2 separate regions of the Hordeum vulgare genome follow, and region 2 is linked to region 1. The links are chromatin contacts, called in public Hi-C maps. All regions are on one chromosome and are shown on one strand. Each heading gives the region's core, a stretch centred on a gene start, on an enhancer-like site or on the middle of the called end of the contact. The rest is flanking DNA. Distances are from core to core; before and after follow the strand shown.

Region 1 (4,671 bases), core at 1,137-3,636:
GTCCACGGAGGTTTCAACTCACAAAGGTTCCACGGATAAGCAACCTTGTCTATTCCACCATGGCTTACGTCCACAAAGGACTAGCCTCACTCGGAGTAGATCTTCACGAAGTAGGCGGTGTCCTTGACCTTACAAACTTCTTGGTTCAACTACACACGAAGTCAGAGACACCACTCTCCAAAAGGTAATTGATGTGGTAGTATGATGAACTCCTTGCTCTTGCGCTTCAAAAGATAGTCTCCTCAACACTCGATCATTCTCTCATAGATTTGGCTTGGATATAAGAGATTGATTAGGTGGAAAGCAATTTGGTGAGGATAGAAATCAAGATTCATATGGTAGGACCGGAATATCTTGATCTAAACATATGAGCAGGTGGCTCTCTTTCAGAAAATGGATAGGGCAAGTGTTGGTTCGTTTTGACTACTTCTTGTGCGAAAGAGAGGTAGGTGGAGGGGGTATATATAGGCATCTCCAAAATCCAACCGTTATAACATTATTTCCCAACTCAATGAAACCGAAGTAAAACCTCGGTTGCACCGAGTAGTGTAAAATGTGGCAACTTTAGGCTTTTCGGTGAAACCGATATTATCTCCGAGGGTCCAATTTTGGTTGGCCTAGGAAGTTAGCAAACTTGGTGGCACCGATTTGCAAAACTCGAAAATTCCGATTTTAGCAAATAGCTATCGAGGGACTTGGTCACTGTTTTTCGGTCCGACCGAAAACAAAGTTGATGTTACCGAGATGTTAGGGTTTGGCATAGGTTCTGTCAAGGGTAAAACTCGGTAGGGCCGATCTGGAAGTATTGGTGGCACCGAATTTGAGTTTGGGGTTAATTTGGACAGAATATTTGTGGGAGAATTTCATGAGTATTTTTTATGTCTAATCTCTAAGCACTTGAGCAACAGATCATCATAGACACCTCACCCCCTTTTAATAGTATTGACTTTCTTATGAACTCAAATGTGGTTCCTCACAAAATGTAAAATGTAGAGTCTTGAAGCTTGCCCAATTCTATTCTTTTCCTTCCTTGGGGCTTTTTCTTACAATCCTTAGCCAATCTTCTATGTGAATTATATCTGGAATAAACTAGATAAACATATTAGTTTAAAAGATTATGTATGTTGTCATGAATTACCAAAACCATCAAGGGAGCACATGTGCTTTCAGGAGCATGGGGCGGTGACGATGAGGCGCGGGGCGGCGGCGGTGGATCGCTGGAGGGAACGTGGTGGTTGAACAACACGGACGCGGCGCGTGATTTATGAAGCACGATGGCCGACACACGCCAAAATTAAGGCGCGACCTCGTGCTTTTCCCCGCGCGCAATTTTTTAGCGCGTCGTGGTGTCGTGCGTTCGCTGAAGCCTGTCGCACGGTCATTCATATGTGAAGATAGCATTTTTGATCCCGTGTATCAATAAGTTTAGCTGGTTGTAATGGGAGTATCATAAGTAGTAACATGCATGCCAACTAGGCATATTTGATGAGGTGACATGAAATTAAATGAAGAAAGAGAGGGTTGAGTATCATATTATGATACCGTATCATATTAAATGTTGTGCTACTATGTGTCATGCATGACAATAAATGAACCGTTCTACTCCCTCCGTCCGGAAATACTTGTCCTAAAGATGAATGTATCTAGACTTATTTAAGTTATAGATACATCCATTATATCCATTTCTAGGACAAGTATTTCCGAACGGAGGGAGTATGATACTAGCACATGATACTATGCATTACGGATTTAGTATCATACACTAGTATCATATGCATGATACTAGTATATGATACTCCCTCCTTTCCGGTTTATAGGGCTCAAATCTGAAATCTCATCAATCAAGGTGACTTTTTTTTTGACAACATCAACCAAGGTGACTCGTGAGTGGATGACACTAGTTTTAACTAGCCAATCAAATACTTCTCACATATTCAATTTCCAAGGCAATAAATGTAGCATCCTCCTTCTCATTTGACTTGCATGATGGATGTAGAAAACGATGCATGCATAGACACTCATCTTCTTTCTCTAAACTCTATGAATTAAATTTAACGTGTGACTCAAAGCACTTTAACTCAATTAGACTCAAAATAAGCCTAATATAATGAAAATCTGAATTTTTTAAGATGAGCCTTCTAAACGGAAAGGAGGAAGTACTCCCATTACAACCAGGCTAACGCGTCTCTTGGAGATGCTCCAAAGAGTAGTTTATCCAAAAGAAAAAAAGAAGCAGTACTTTATCCAAACAACCGCATCAGGTTTTTGTCAGTTGCTCGGGGGGAAACCCAAATCAGGCGAGCACTTGTATAAAATCACTCGACCAGAGGGGCTGAAACGCAATTAAGGCAGCCATTTATGCGTACGCACACGCGACCCCCGGGTGATCCCCTATGCGGCCTCGTGTTCTCCTCTCTCTTTCCTCTGACTTCTTCGCCTCCTCCTTCTCCAGTCCTCGCATCCTCCTCGTCCTCCCCTCCCCCCGCACTGACCCGACCCGACCTGAGTCGCTCGCTTCGCTTCCAAGTTCCAATGGCGGCGACGCAACTGCTTACCTCACGGCTTGCGCGACGCGCCTGAGCACCAACCCACCCGTCCTCGCCCGGGTCGCCCCGCGCCCCCGCGCGCCCCGGACGGAAAACACATGGCCGCGCCGGGCCTGGACGAGGTCATGGCCTTCCTCACCGAGCACGGCTTCGCCAGCACCGCCTCCGCCCTCCGGGACGACGTGCTGGGCCGCGCCGCGGACGGGGAGCCCGGGCCCGCCGCCGCATTAGATCCCCAGCTCCCGCCCCTCCGCATGTCGGCCTCCGGCGCCGGCGCCCCCCTGCCGCCGCCTGCGAGCCCCGGCTCCAGCTCCGGCTCGGCGTCCTCCTCCGCCTTCGTCAGCATGCGCTCATCGCCCTCAGGTACTCACGCCGTAAGTCCTTTTCCCGTTTCCGTTAAACCCCTCCTCCTGGCCCACCCTCTCTGTTCCCGACGCCGGCGGTTGCGTTTTGCCCCGCGAAATCTCGATCTCTGCGCCGGTATTTCGGTGGCTATGGCTGGCTTCGAGAAAAATTCGAAGCTTCTGGTTCAATCCAAATACTCCGTCTTGGACGATTTTCAAGAATTGAAATCGATCCTGGGGCCTGGGGGGCTGGTTAAACCCCTCCCTGGGTTCGGTTCATCAACAATGCCCGTCACAAAATTATACTCCTATCTCCCTGCCTAGCCGAGTGCTCTGTTCTCCAAAATCTAGGAGATTTTATCACAATTCTGGCCCAATAATTTGTTCTTTCTGTTTCTTGGATCAGGCCTACTGAACCCGTATGGGGTGTGGTCGTCGCGGCACTCGCTGTCGGACGCGTCGTCATCTGAGATGGAGTTCGGCACAGCACGCCAATACGACACCACCGACCTCTTCTTCCAGGAAGGATGGCTCTACGACGACCACATCTTCCATACCAAGCCGGGTGACAGAGACAAGGAGGAGGACAAGTTTGTTCTCGGCGCTCAGGGCAGCTCAGGACCGCCAGAAACGTTCGTGATTGGCCACGGCGACTACTGCCGGCATGAACACGCCGGCAATGACGGCTGTGAGGGGTGCGCCGAGGTGTACACCTGCTCGTCACCGCTCTGCGGTTGCTGTGCCGGGGGGCTCAAGAATTTTGAGGAGCTGGAGGTTGTCCGAAATTCTAGCTCTGCTGTGTATGGGAGGTACAAGATCATGGATGACCAGACAGAGATACTAGATGAGTGTGGCCTGGATGTGTTTCGGATGAAGGATGCTGTGCTTGAGTGCGATTTGCCGAGAGATTCTGGGCAGGTAGACGAGCGTTTGGAGCTGAATGTTGTGGAGAAAGAGCTTCAAATGCTCAGCTCATTTGATACTTATGATGATGCTGGAATTGCTGCAAGTAAGTATTTGTACTCCATGTTGGGAATTCTATGGTACTGATGTAAAATTTCTCATCGCAATCACCTGTACGAATTAACACAACTTGAAATTATTTACTGAATCTAATGTAGCGGGGAAGGGGAATAAATTACAACATTTAAAAGGTTGGCAACTGTCAAGATTTCTAGATTGAATTATAAAGACCTGAATCTCTGCTGTCATTCTGCAAATATACAAGGAAGGACAAAAATGCTATACTAGCCAGTGATAACCATTTTATGTAAACTTTTAGAGCCGCAAATAATCGAGGAGCAAATATGTTTTGTTGTCCAATACTTATAAATCATTAATCTATGGGTCATGTAGTGCATGTTATCCACTTAACTGTGTAAACCTTTTTCCTTTGTTTGCTTGCTGTTGTTTCAGTTCTAGTTTCAAATGCTTAACGTCTTGCATAGGTCCAGTACGGGTGCGCCATGTCACCGACAATGTTGAGTTGGATGCTGATGCTGAAAACAATCTGAAAAGCAGCGGTGAAAAAGAATATCTGAAAGAGAGTTATAGCTTGCATCCTTTCCCTGAGACTGATGATTATGATGACACCTACGAGTTTGGAGACGTTGGGCCTTTGAATACAGATTTTCGGAAATCTGCTACACTTATAGATGAGAAAGAAGATCCAGAGTCAAATATTGATCAGACCGTCTCTAATTTCCATCAAGAATACGAGGTATTTGAATTGAGAATTGTCCACCGCAAGAACAGGTTCACATCAAATCTTCTTTTTTTCC
Region 2 (4,671 bases), core at 1,075-3,574, 230 kb before region 1:
GATCGCAATTTGGAAATTGCGAATATAAGAGGAAATCTTTATTGATGAAAGCGGGGTTCTGTGAAGCCTTTGTTTGGTCGTGGAACTCAAAATAAGGTGGTGGAGCACCTATAATAGCCTATGGACGAAATTTATAAAGCGACGAATATTTCGTCCAAGCCTTCATGCTCTCCTTATGGTGGCTTCAAAGTGCAAAAATCATCAGTGGAAGCTCTATTCTTCTTTCCCGCACGTGGACCTTTTTTCTTCATGCTTGATCCCACTCCAACGGATATCCTTTTTGTCCATGTCAGGTCCTTCATTCACAAGTACAACAAAGATATCTAACTTAGACAACATTATATGTACATGAACATTAGAAGGATTTCCAAGAAACGAAAGTACGTGATAATTCAATTGACGTGCGCGAGCTCTAGTAACTGGTTCATTATGTATAGCAACTGAGGTTGTAGGTGTAACCATGGTATTGATGTCCTTCATCAACACAAGTTTTTTTATTCCATAACGATAGAGTTAGAGTCGCGAGGCAAAAGAAGATCCTCGATAAACGAGCTAGGGTGTTGACGCTAACAATCTTAGTCGCTTTATGTAAAAAAAGAAATCTTAGTCGCTTTATAATATTTGTACCTATCACACAATAAATTTAAATACTCACGAGAGAAGAATAAATGTTACCTCCAAATCACCGGTATCCTAGCTTAATGATAAGCTGATTTCACGAATCAATAACATCGCCAATGCTTAACGACATGATGATTTCATGAACTGATATCTTGATTACATATCGAAATATTCCCGTGCAAGAACCCCGCAAAAAAAAACTCGTGCACCAGTCTTCATCCTCCATAAATCAAATGCACAATTGCTTTGTCATGTCTCGTTCAATCCAACAATTTTTCAAAAAGGCCACTGCACTGTACTCTAGCTTTCTTGTTTCAGTTCTTGGTACCCCCTAAGAAATATAAACGTCAGTCTCCCTACACAAGTTTGAAAGCCAAATTTGCGTGGAAAGCCAGTCTCCCTACACAAGTTTGAAAGTCAAATTTATAGTTCCAGTTTCAGATAAGTTTTCAAAACAATGCCTCATATTTTTCGACGAACTACGTGCGAATGCTTGATTTTGATACAAACGTTGGATGGAACGTACGTTGTGTGCGTGCAACGACATATCTTGAGGAAGAAAAGAGAAAAGGAGTGACGCCCTGACATTTCAAACACCATTTTTCACGCGCAGGAGCACGTGCTCCCGGAGCCAAATTGTATTTCCGTGTATGGGGTGTTTTACTTTATCGTTTACATGACCTTTTTTTCATCACATTCGTCGTCACACTACCAATGATCCGACTATGGTAGGATGTTTTGTGGTAGGGTAAAAAACACGAGTCTCTTTCGATGCCAAAAGGACTTTTATTCCGTAATAATAGAGTTGCAGTTGAGTGGCAAAATATCCTGTATACACGGGGTAGGGTGTCTACACTAGCAATCTTAGTTGTTTGACAATATCTATACCCATCGGATAATTAATCTAAAATACTCGCAAATCACCGATAGCCTAACTTAATGATAAGCTGATTTCACGAATCAATATCATAGCCAATGCTTAATGACACGCCGATTTCACAAATTAATACCTAGATTACATATTAAAAATATTTTTCGCGCATTGGTCTTCATCCTCCGTAAATCCCATGCGCAGTCACTTTCTCATGTCTCGTTCAACCCAACAATGTCTTGAAAAGCCCACTGCAATGTACTCTAGCTACCTCGTTTCAGTTCTTATTAGTATATCACATTTGCTTGAAAAGCCAGTATACAAGCTCGAAAGCCAAATTTGGAGTTTCAGTTCCAGGTAAGATCCCAAAACAATGTATTCCCTCCTATTCATATCACCTTTCGTTGTCTTACTACAACATTATAGCACCAAATATGACAGGAGTATTATAGTTTCTTTTGCTAAATATACACTTCATATGCTTGATTTTGATACAAACAACGTTGGATGGAAAGTATGGAACACACATTGCGTGTGTGCATCGGCAAACCCCGCAAATCTTCATCAGGAAGAAAAGAGAAAAGGAGTGACGCCATCCCCCTCCACTCTCTCGCCGCGGGCGCAGTCAAAAACTCCCCACCCCCACCCCCACCCCCACCCCCACACCGCGTAACCGCAAGCCGCACCCGGAAACGGACCCAGACGCGGGAAGGCCCCACCGGTCATGCACACGCACGCACGCACGTCCAAAGTCGAAACCACCCCCGCCGCTCCGCCCTCGTCGGCGTACGCGATAAAGGAGGAGAAGCTGCCGGCCGCCCCCTCCATCGCTACGCGTCCCCCGCCATACCGTTACCCGGCGACACACCCAGACCCAGTTACTGCTCCTCTACCCCCCTCCCTGTCTGCCTGCCCGCCTCTGCCTCCCTCCGCGTGTAGGCTCGCTCTGGTGGCAGAGTAGACTAGAGGAGAGCGCCCTTCTCCCCCCCACCCCCCACCCCCAGCGCCCCAGCCGGGCAATGCCGTGCTGCAAACCCTAGGCCCCCGCCCGCCCGCTGACCCCCGCGCGCGGCCATGGGCAACTGCTGCCGCTCGCCGGCCGCCGCCGCGCGGGAGGACGTCAAGTCCTCTCATTTCCCCGCGTCCGCCGCCGCCAAGAAGAAGAAGAACAAGCCGCACCAGCCCCGGAGCGGCGCCGCGGGTGGCAACGGCGGAGGGGGAGGAGGGCAGAAGCGGCTGGCCGTGCTGGGCGAGGAGGGGTGCGACTTCATCGGCGGGATCGACGACAAGTACCTGCTGGACCGGGAGCTGGGCCGCGGCGAGTTCGGGGTCACGTACCTGTGCGTCGACCGGGACACCAGGGAGCAGCTCGCCTGCAAGTCCATCTCCAAGCGCAAGCTGCGCACCCCCGTCGACGTGGAGGACGTGCGCCGGGAGGTGGCCATCATGCGCCACCTGCCCCGGAGCCACAGCATCGTGGCGCTGCGGGAGGCGTGCGAGGACGAGGGCGCCGTGCACCTCGTCATGGAGCTCTGCGAGGGCGGCGAGCTCTTCGACCGGATCGTCGCCAGGGGACACTACACGGAGCGCGCCGCCGCCAACGTCACCCGCACCATCGTCGAGGTCGTGCAGCTCTGCCACCGACACGGCGTCATCCACCGGGACCTCAAGCCAGAGAACTTCCTCTTCGCCAACAAGAAGGAGAACTCGCCGCTCAAGGCCATCGATTTCGGCCTCTCCATTTTCTTCAAGCCCGGTAAGCCCAGCCCCTGGAATCTTAGATCCGCTTCCCAATTTGGGCATTTCTGGAGGAATAAAAAAAAACGTGCCGGGATTTATGGGTTTAATGGGCTCTCTTAGGTGAAGTGCTGGTAACGGACATCACTGTAGCTGAATGCGGTTGCTTGGTTTCTCTTCCATTCATAGCTTAGGATTCTCGGAAGGAATTTTGGTAGGCTAGTGAACGGAACTGCAGCTAGGCTGTGGTCTAGGTACCAGAATTTGAAGGCAAGAAGCCAGCCAGGCGGATAATGTATATGCATCACCTTTACTGCGGTATTAGGATAGAATTACTGGTCTTGCACAGAACATTAGTTAAATGGCGACTCGTTGTACCCTTGATATGGTATTATTAGGAGCAAATGCTGACCTTTCATGGAGTAGCAGTTCAATGTCAAACTTGTATGCAATTGCGTCAGCTTCGATTGTTTGGTTTGCTGAACATTGCGTTGCAGGTTCTGCATTTGGTATTTCAGGTCCAAGATCTAGGTTGTTTCTAGTGTCAACCTACTACTAGGAATTGGAAGAAGCAGTGGTGGAACGTCAGTTGTTGCTAAATTTAGTCATTTTGCACTGAATACATTCAGTTCTTCAGTGCGAGATGAGCCTAGTGGGCTGTATTTCAGGAGAAATGATATAGCGCTGAAATCATTATGGTTTAAGAGGGGATGCTGGATGTATATACTTTGGGAAATAACACTTCATAATGCAGCTTGCAGTAGTTGCTTGCTTGTTTGCTGTGATGATAGTTCATTGATACCATACTGACATGGTCTGAGAGCATGACTTAATGGAGAGAGGATTTAGGACAAGGGGATGGAAAGTGTATCTTCCATTTTACTTAATTTTGGAGATACAATCCTGTCCTGTATGTGGAGAATGCGTAGCAACCAAATCCTATGAAAAAATGTAAGGAGGTACTCTTCACATGAGCAGTTCGTCCCGACAGTGACACTTAAACACAAGTAGTGATTATAGCTTATTAAGTATGCTCACTGGTTGGGACTTCCGGTGTAGAGAAGTAAGATGGAACCATAAGATAAACGAGAAAACCCCAGTGCGAACAATTGGAAAATAGTCTCTGGCACGATGTGCTCCCACACCGTCTGATCATACATCGTACTGTCGCATGCTACGGGTGTTGATGCGCTCTGCTGATGTCGAATGGACCGTGGTACTGGGTGGGTTGTGCGCTCTGTCCATCGCGCCATAGTCCGCTTCTAAGATAAAAACCTTGTAGCGTTGCTAGCAATGTTGTTGATTTGCAGCTATTGTACAGTGCGCTTTTTTGTACAGAAAAAGACTTATTTTCATCTGAATATTTTGTTATGTGTTATTTTTTTCAGGTGAAAAGTTTTCAGAAATTGTCGGAAGCCCTTATTACATGGCTCCTGAAGTAT

The links. Hi-C and Micro-C count contacts between places; a contact is called where the count stands out from the background.
Region 2: a Hi-C map of leaf shows a contact between it and region 1, with 3 times the contacts expected there. The contact joins the promoter of LOC123444983 here to the promoter of LOC123444981 in region 1. A contact is called at or near these places in 3 of 6 Hi-C or Micro-C datasets (leaf and seedling).

The regions. Positions count from the first base shown.
Region 1 is chr3H:553,501,484-553,506,154 of MorexV3_pseudomolecules_assembly, reverse strand. LOC123444981 (serine/threonine-protein kinase PRP4 homolog) reads left to right here and starts at 2,386. Exons shown (of 8, transcript XM_045121889.1): 1 at 2,386-2,909; 2 at 3,297-3,899; 3 at 4,339-4,645. The coding sequence starts at 2,645.
Region 2 is chr3H:553,731,307-553,735,977 of MorexV3_pseudomolecules_assembly, reverse strand. LOC123444983 (calcium-dependent protein kinase 3) reads left to right here and starts at 2,324. Exons shown (of 7, transcript XM_045121890.1): 1 at 2,324-3,248; 2 at 4,618-4,671. The coding sequence starts at 2,567.